2 separate regions of the Zea mays genome follow, and region 2 is linked to region 1. Evidence: chromatin contacts called from public Hi-C data. All regions are on one chromosome and are shown on one strand. Each heading gives the region's core, a stretch centred on a gene start, on an enhancer-like site or on the middle of the called end of the contact. The rest is flanking DNA. Distances are from core to core; before and after follow the strand shown. Region 1 holds the start of LOC103650700 (protein MITOFERRINLIKE 1, chloroplastic). Region 2 holds the start of LOC100273880.

Evidence for each region. Hi-C and Micro-C count contacts between places; a contact is called where the count stands out from the background.
Region 2: a Hi-C map of endosperm shows a contact between it and region 1, with 2.4 times the contacts expected there. The contact joins the promoter of LOC100273880 here to the promoter of LOC103650700 in region 1. A contact is called at or near these places in 2 of 25 Hi-C or Micro-C datasets (endosperm and tassel).

What each region holds. Positions count from the first base shown.
Region 1 is chr3:147,970,678-147,974,847 of Zm-B73-REFERENCE-NAM-5.0, forward strand. It overlaps LOC103650700 (protein MITOFERRINLIKE 1, chloroplastic), which reads right to left and starts at 1,273. Exons shown (of 1, transcript XM_008676270.4): 1 at 1-1,273. The coding sequence starts at 958.
Region 2 is chr3:148,314,495-148,318,687 of Zm-B73-REFERENCE-NAM-5.0, forward strand. It overlaps LOC100273880, which reads left to right and starts at 1,654. Exons shown (of 7, transcript NM_001148274.1): 1 at 1,654-1,822. The coding sequence starts at 1,769. LOC100382686 (putative thioredoxin superfamily protein) reads right to left here and starts at 1,398. Exons shown (of 4, transcript NM_001175410.1): 1 at 1,164-1,398; 2 at 364-452. The coding sequence starts at 1,334.

The sequences.
Region 1 (4,170 bases), core at 23-2,522:
CCTCCCTCATGGTCCCGAGCACGGTGCGGCTACCCTCGGCGCCGCCGACCCTGGTCATGAGGCGCGTCTTGACGACGTCGAGCGGGGTGGTGACCGCGGCGGAGATGGCCCCCGCGAGGGCGCCGCAGAGGACGCTCTCCCCGGGCGTCAGGCTCTCTCCGCCGCGGCGCCTCAGCGCGAACGCCTTGAGGTACTCGAAGGAGGAGTAGCTGAGCACGCCGGCGGGGAGGTTGCGGAGCAGCGTGGCGGCGTAGCCCGCGTAGAGGCCGAGGAAGCCGTCGGCGCGGAGGATGCCCAGGAGCACCTGCCAGGACCGGCCCGTGGCGGCGCCGGACTGGAGGCGCTGCGTGATCAGCTCCTTGGGCACCATGATGGCGGAGGACGAGACGTTGCCGCTGGCCCCCGCGAGTGGGGGCACGAGGAACGGCGGGAGGTGCGGCCGGAGCAGCGACTTGGCGAGCTCGCAGGTGCCGAAGTAGACGGCGGAGGAGGAGGCGGAGCCGAGGATGACGGCGGAGAGGCCACGGTAGAGGCCGAGGGGGCCGTCGGTCCGGAGGATGTCCAGGAACACCTGCCACGAGGTCACAGACGGCGCGGCGGCCGCCTGCACCTGGAGCCGCGTCTTCACGGCGTCGATGGGGAGCAGCGCCGCGTAAGTGAAGGCCCCCGCGGCCGCGCCCGCGCAGGCCCCGATGGCCGCGCGCGCCAGCGGGGTCGGCGGCGCTGCTGATGTGGGACTGGGGTTCGGCTTGGGTTTGGGAGTGGGGATGGAAAGGGAGGAGGAGGAGAAGACGGGTCCGGAGCCACCGGCGCCGGCGCTGGCGGGGGAGTGGAGGAGCAGGGAGGTGAGGTCGGAGATGAGGGACGGGAAGTCGAGGTCTCCCTGGGACTGGGTCTGGGTCTGGGATCGGGCCATTGCGGGAAGCGCGAGGCGGGGAGCGGAGTTGGGCGGCGGCATGCCGTCGGCTGAGTCCTAGCGGTGCGGCGGCGAGGATTCGATGCAGTTTTTAGATGGGATGGGATGGGCGTGGGGACTGGGCTGGCTAGCTGGCCAGATTGGCAGAGGGAGGGGGAATGGATCTAGTCCTGCTGCCTGATCAGGGAAGAAGACGAGACGACCATGCGGGTGGCTGGCTGCGGCTGCGGCTGCGGCTGCCACTGGAATGGAATGCTCTTGTTGTGTGCATCTTCACAGCCGCACAAGTGTGAAATTGTTGTGAACATAACATTTGGCTAAACAAACTGCGGGTTTGTTTGGAAAACCAGATCTAGAACACTTGATCCCGGTTGAAGCAGCTTCGATTGCTATTAGTGCTAAAAAATTGTTTGGTGGAGCTTCACGGCCCAACTCCTCGTCATCTTCCTGTGAACCAGGGGTATGAATGGCTAGAAATTGGAATAGACTTCATAAATGTAAATGTATCCTTAATATAATGTGTTTTAGACTAAATTTACATTTATTAATTAATATATAAATGTATCTTAAATGTATGTCTATATTTATTAATATAGACAAAAAAAAGGCTAGAAATAACTATATTTTGGGACCGAATGAGTAAGATTCATAAAGTGGATAAATAACATATCCCAAGACTTTCTTTTTGGTACAAACAATTCATGTATTGCAAAGTGTCACTCGTTGGCATCCACCATTTGTGACATGTAACTAACTAACTAAGAGCATCTCTAACAAGAGTCTCAAACATGATCCTATTTTGAAATATATGACTTATATCTAAAAAATAGCTTTCAATAGAGGTCCTATTTCTTTAAATTTCGTCAAACTGGTTTAGGTCTCGATCACTCCAGTCCTAAATATAGTAACCAGCTATTTGAGCCCTATCTGTATTTCCCACGCTGCATACCTTTCGTGAAACTTCACGCTCGCCTCCCGTGGAACTCCACATCCGGCTTCGCATCACCTATGGCTGTCGTCGTCCAAGGGACCCCCACTGCCAGCCGTAGATCCACTTGACAAGGCAGCACCTCTTGTGAAGCTTATGGATCCAATGCAGGTGCAGACAAGGGGATTTGGTGTTCGTGAAACTGCTGCCATTGGGCGACATCGATTTCGATTTTCCTTCTAATCTCGGTTTCGTTCTTTTTTTGAACGTGATGGCAGGAGCTCTGCCTATTAATTAAGAAGAATGGAATTGATTCAGGTTTAAGGAAAACTGAAAGGGAAATAGTCTTTACCATATTTTCTAATTGATTTTAGTGCTTGATGACCATCACAACCTTATGGACTAACTTGTTTGCCTAGTTTATGATTCATAGGTGCATAAGTCCACTCAACTCAGTTCTAAGTCAGAAATAGCTCAAAACCAACCATAGAGGGGTAAAACTTGAAAAATATGAACAATACCTAGTTTCACACTTTGGTCAAGTTGCATATACCTCTAAGAACCTATTTAATATATCAAGAGAGGTTGGATAGCTCAAGATCAAAGAATCATTCGTTTGGAGCCAGTTTGAGCATATAAGAATTATAAGTTAGAGAAAAGAAAAGTCCAAGAAATGAGATATAGACTAGTTGGATTGTTAGCACAAATGTTTGTCTAAGTCTTAGGAACATCCTCAAATATAGCCAAAATGATTTGAAAGAAGTTTGAATAAAAGAGGAAAATTTAGCTTGCTGACAGAGAGGCACCGGATTGTCCGGTGTGCACCGGACTGTCTGGTGGGTGCCCTAAACTTAGACAGAGAAGCAAAGCACTGGACTGTCCGATGTGCAACGGACTGTCCGGTGATATTTATAGCAGGCAACCAGCAAACTCAACAACTTCGGGATTTTCGGGAGGCAAGAGCACCAGACGGTCTGACATCATCGCAACGGTCACCTGCCAACTTAGAACTCTCACCTCCCGCGCCAGAACATAACCTAGCAGTACACCAGACATGCACTATAGGTTGTCTGTTGTGCACCAGACATGCACTATTCATTGTTCGGTGCACCACCAGCCTGACTGCTTTTGCCCACTTACTCAAATGGCTATTTGAGTGGTTGGAGACTGACTCCTCTGCACCATCAACATTGGACGTCGAGTCAACCTCCTCCTCCAAGCACCAAGAACGTGAAAAGAGTAACAAAATTCCTTTTCGTTATCCTCGCATTTCTAGACATGCTAATCTCATTTGGTTCCCTTAGGCAAACCACCACACTTTTGATGGTGAAGACTATTCTATGTGGAATAATAAAATGAGGAACCATCTAACCTCACTCCACAAAAGTATTTGAGATATTGTTGAGTTTGGTAGACAGGGTCCACAGGTTGGAGAAGGAGGTTATGATTCGGATGAAGCCGCTCAAATCCAACGCTTCAACTCACAAGCAACAACCATTTTCCTCGCCTCATTATGTAGGGAGGAGTACAACAAGGTGCAAGGGTTGAAAAGCGCCAAAGAAATTTTGGACATCCTCAAGACGACACATGAAGGTGATTGTATCACCAAGATCACCAAGAGGGAGACGATCGAGGGAGAACTCGGTCGGTTCATCCTCAACAAAGGAGAGGAGCCACAAGCCATGTACAACCAGCTCATGACATTGGTGAACTAAGTCTGCAACCTCGGGAGCACCAAGTGGGACGACCACGAAGCCATCAAACTCACCCTAAGGTCACTTGTTTTCCGTAATCCTACACAAGTGCAATTAATCCGTGAGAATTCTAGGTATGAGAAGATGTCTTCCGAGAAGGTGATTGGAAAGTTCATGAGTTTTGAACTTGTGGTCAAAGACTCCAAACACATTGTGAACTTAAAGCAAGGAGCCACCTCTGCTCCCGAGCCTAAACCCATTACATTCAAGGCCACGGAAGAAAAGGAAGAAACACAGCATGCAAAGGGCCTCAAATCGACACCTCCAAGCTCGACAATGAGGAGATGGCCCTCATCATCAAGAACTTCCGACAAATCCTTCGGCAAAGAAAGAGAAATGATCAAAAATCTTATTCCAAGAGGGTTTGCTATCGATGTGGTAAGACTGGTCATTACATCGCTAAATGTCAATATGCAAGTGATAGTTACAGGGACGAGGACAAGAAGGGAAAGAAGAAGATGGAGAAGAAGTACTATCACGAGAAGAAGGGTGGTGAGGTGCATGTTGTGAGAGAATGGGACTCCGACGAGAGCTTCACTGACTCCTCCGACGAGATGTCGCTAACATTGTCA
Region 2 (4,193 bases), core at 404-2,903, 340 kb after region 1:
CCGGGATGGCGGGACACAGCGAGGGGATTTTTTTAACCAAGCCCGAAATTCGCCCACAAGGGGATCGAACCCGGGACCTGGAGGTCTTACTCGGAAGGCTTAACCATTACGCTAGAGGCCTTTTCGTAGTGGTGGATATTATGCATGCATTTACACAGATGATGAACATAATGCCAGTCAAAGTGCAATTTTCACCTCCCAAATGTTTGGTAGCACATTGGCATAATGGAAAGAACATGAAACACACCAAAGACCTAAAAACACAACAATAATGGAGAGAACTTATATCTAGTAGAGAGTACTGAACTAGCTCAGCATGACACCTGTCATCGCCACTTTCATTACTTCCAGTAAGTAACTTACCAAGTTGCATAGAAGTCAACTAACAATGGCTTCTCAGACTTCTCCAGCAACTCATCAAATGAAGAAAAAGTTTGCTTCTTAGCTTCCACCTATCCATCCAAAAATTAAATACAGATAAAATGTCGAAAAAATAGTAGAAATCCACAAGTTTTTAAAGTGTAAGGACGATATATACAGCCCTAATGGAAAAGGATACATGTAAGAAAACAGTTATAGGACTATAAGCGCACACAAAAAAGCTGTGTATAGTAACAGTTGTCACTTGCTCACTTCTAGAGCTACTCAATGGATGAAAAACAAAACTACATTTTCAGAAAACTGGAAAGTAACATGATAAGTATTAAAATGAAAACATCTTCAAAGCTATTACATGCCATAATTTTTTTCACCTACATAAGGTTGACAACCTAAAAAGATAAGGGGCCATTTTTCAAAAAAGTTGGATGCATCCAAGATACACCAAGTTCATACTAGTTTATTGTCTTTGAGCCCAGATGTCCTGGACTAGGAACAGAAATTTTGATACAGCAGCAGAACTAAAATTGGATGGCTCATAGTAGCTGCAAACTCCGGCAAGTGCAACGACGAGTACAGGACATAGTTCAAGCATCTGGACAGCAGCCAGTGGACCTAAATTGTCAATATCTGCCATTAATTCGGAGATGAGTTCCTATGACACATTCTACTGTAGTTTATAAAGAAACAATTCCACGATATTCTCACATACTCCATTCTAATTTCAATTAGCTGCCACTTGAAAGGCAACGCGAATCAGAGAGTACAGGTCAGCAAGGATTCACCCGTAGCGTGGCGCTCCGCCGAGAACGCGCTCCTCCCCTGAGGCCCAGGGCCGGCGGCGAGCAGCGCAGCGGCATCCATCGGGCCGGCGCCCGGCGCGCGGCCGGCTGGCACGAAGTCGGCGATGCCAGCGTCGCGCGCGCTGTGGTGCTGCCCGTAGCGAAGGCCGCCATGGGGTGATAGGAGTCGTCGAGGCGCTCGCCCTAGGTTTCTCGACGCCGGAGTGGCTCCCCTTGCCGGCTGGCTTCCTTATCTGCTTCGCCTCTCGCTCCCCTTTTCCCGATGCAGCGGAGAAAGAAGGGTGGAGAGAGCGACGACTTAAAGTCACTGCGTGATGGGCCCGACGCGCCACGTGGGCCGAGGATGCTCTGTGCACCGAGTCCACGAGCGCGGCCGCGGAAAGCAGGTGGGACCCTGGTGGCAGTGTCACCGAGACGAAACAAGGAAGGAACCAGTGGAAGTGGGATCTGGATCTCTCCTCTCTCGTCTGCACCGCGAGTCCGCGACTCCGCACCAAGCAAATCCCCTGCCCCCAAAATATTGCTAGGGATTCGAGGGGAGGAAAATCCAGGCGCCCAGGCCTGGCAATCCGTTCGTCGGAGAGGCCATGAGCTCGGCGCAGGATCCGTTCTACATCGTCCGGGAGGAGATCCAGGAGTCGGTAATGCGTACTTCCCTCTCGCTCTCTTTATTACTCTCTTATTCGTGTTGTGATTGCCAACCTTTCCTACCATCATCGAGCCGTCGTTCTGCACCGGTAGAGATTGGAAACTCGAGCGTTGTTGTCTAATCTCACCGTGTTCGCAAATTGTACCAAACTAGTAAATTGCGCGCGTCCTGCGCGTAGAAATCATTTAGATTTAGCAATAAAAAAGCTATCGAAATAAGCCTGGTTGTGAAGCAAAAGAAACTTAGAACTCTATAGGCCGAACTGTAAGGTTAAAATAAAAGTTATGTTCAGTGAAACATTCAAAAGTCTTGTGTAGTTGGGATTTGGTCTCCAAATCAGTTTTTCCATATTCAACTGGGCCATCAAAAAATAGTACTGACAACTGCTTTAACCCCAGTTAAGCCCTTCTATTGCCTCAAGATACCGCACCCAAATTTAATTGTGCAGAGACATACGCTTCTAAATTAGAAGGTCCTAATGAAAATGGACCGAATGAAAATGGAAAGAGAACCCTGTTAATATATTATCTAGGTCTATGCGATAAGCACTCTGTTTCAAAAAAAGATCCTAGGTGGTGCCTAGACAATAGGCAAGCAGCACTGTCTTTCCCACCACATAGCCGTTTTTTCAAGAGCATAACTTTATTAACAGATGTAGAGATTGCACTGTGATTCCCATTATCGACATGATTAGTAGAATTCTTATTTCCACATCCATTACTAACAGCTTCAGAATCAACAGAAGGGCAAACCACTAAAGCAAAAGGCTTTGGTTTCAGCCCATTCTTTTTTATGTAATAGAGCTGCTAGCAAGATTAGGGACTCCAGAATTTGAGAGCGTCGGAAATGAATCAGCATGACCTTCATACCCAGTGTCATCTGCACTGCTGCTTGCGATCAAATGCAGCCCACCCAGAGTTTGGCATCTTCTGTCTATGCATTTTGACAGCCATTAGAGTGTGTGGGTTATCATATTTTTGTTGTTTTAACCTGTGTGCTGTTTAAGCAGAGGCTGGAAGACGTTTCAAGGGCTTATATCACCTCGATGTAATGTACTTGGAACTATGAATAAAATCTTCATTTATTAAAAAAATGCATTTTGACAACTGGGCCACCTTCTTGATCAGTCTAGTTTTAGCGTAAACTGAAAAAACAATGTCAATTATGTGATTGCTGTCCCAAAGATGCTTGGGCTCTTCGCTCTATTTCCCACCACCAGGCACCAGTTGAGAAATCCACTGTTTTCCTATAACATGAGGGCAAAAAGATTAGATCAATTCACCCAATACATTCTGAAAATGACTAATTACTGACACTGTTTGTTTTCAGAAGCATGATCCACTTCTTCTATCCAATATATCTAAATCCAACATTATTCTGAATATTGGTGACAAAGAACGCTGCAAATTGGTAAAAGAAGGATATGGCTCACAGGGGGAGCGGGGAGGGGAATGTGAGGGGGAATAGCAGCAACGCGCGGTCGAGGTCGCTGCTCTGCGCGCCAGGGATACTGCCGCCATCGCTGTGGTCTGTCGCGGCCGGCAACAACTCCTTCGGGTCGCTGAGCAGTGCGACACAGAGCCACCTGAATCCTGCATAGTTTCGAGACCCTGCATAGTCGCCCGGCACCCCGCGGCTTGAATCCTCCATATCATGCATAGCTTGACCACCTCAATCCTGCATAGCCACGCAATGCTCTGCAGCTTCTGCCCCGGCCAGTAGCCGCCCAGCACGGAGCGCTCCCACCGGTAGACGCCCAGCTGCTCGTGTCCCAGCTGGCTAGGCAGCCATCCGGCACGGCGCAGTTGCGCACATCCAAGCCCCTATCATCGAGCGTGGAGGCCCCTGTCGTATCGTGCCTAGGCCCCAGCCAGCAGCCACCCACGCTTCACCCGTCACATCGCCGCTATCTTGCCCACACAGCCGGGCGCTCGCGTTGCTCTATCACTTGGTGAATCGAAATGGCGCCTTTTTCATTGCGGTGCAGAGGATATGCCGCCCTGTTCTAGAATAATCAAGTAAGCGATAATATCAAACCGCTCATACGGCGACGGCAGATGCAGAACGAAAGAAATGAAACATTTTCACCGTCGGAATTAGATCGGGCGGCCAGAGGAGGAGACGATGTGAACATTGCGAGGTCGAGGTGCGACCTTTGCTCCCTCGTTTAATATATAGAAAGAATCGGGACATAGAGATGCTGGAGTGGCCAATATGCAACTACCAGCTAGGGATATTCATGCTCTTGAAAAGTCTACATTTTTTAGTATGAACTCAGTTTTTTGTGTATAAACATAGGTCAATGGGGACAAGGACGCTAGTACTTGATACACCTGTATCACTAAACTCTTACATTAGAGGCT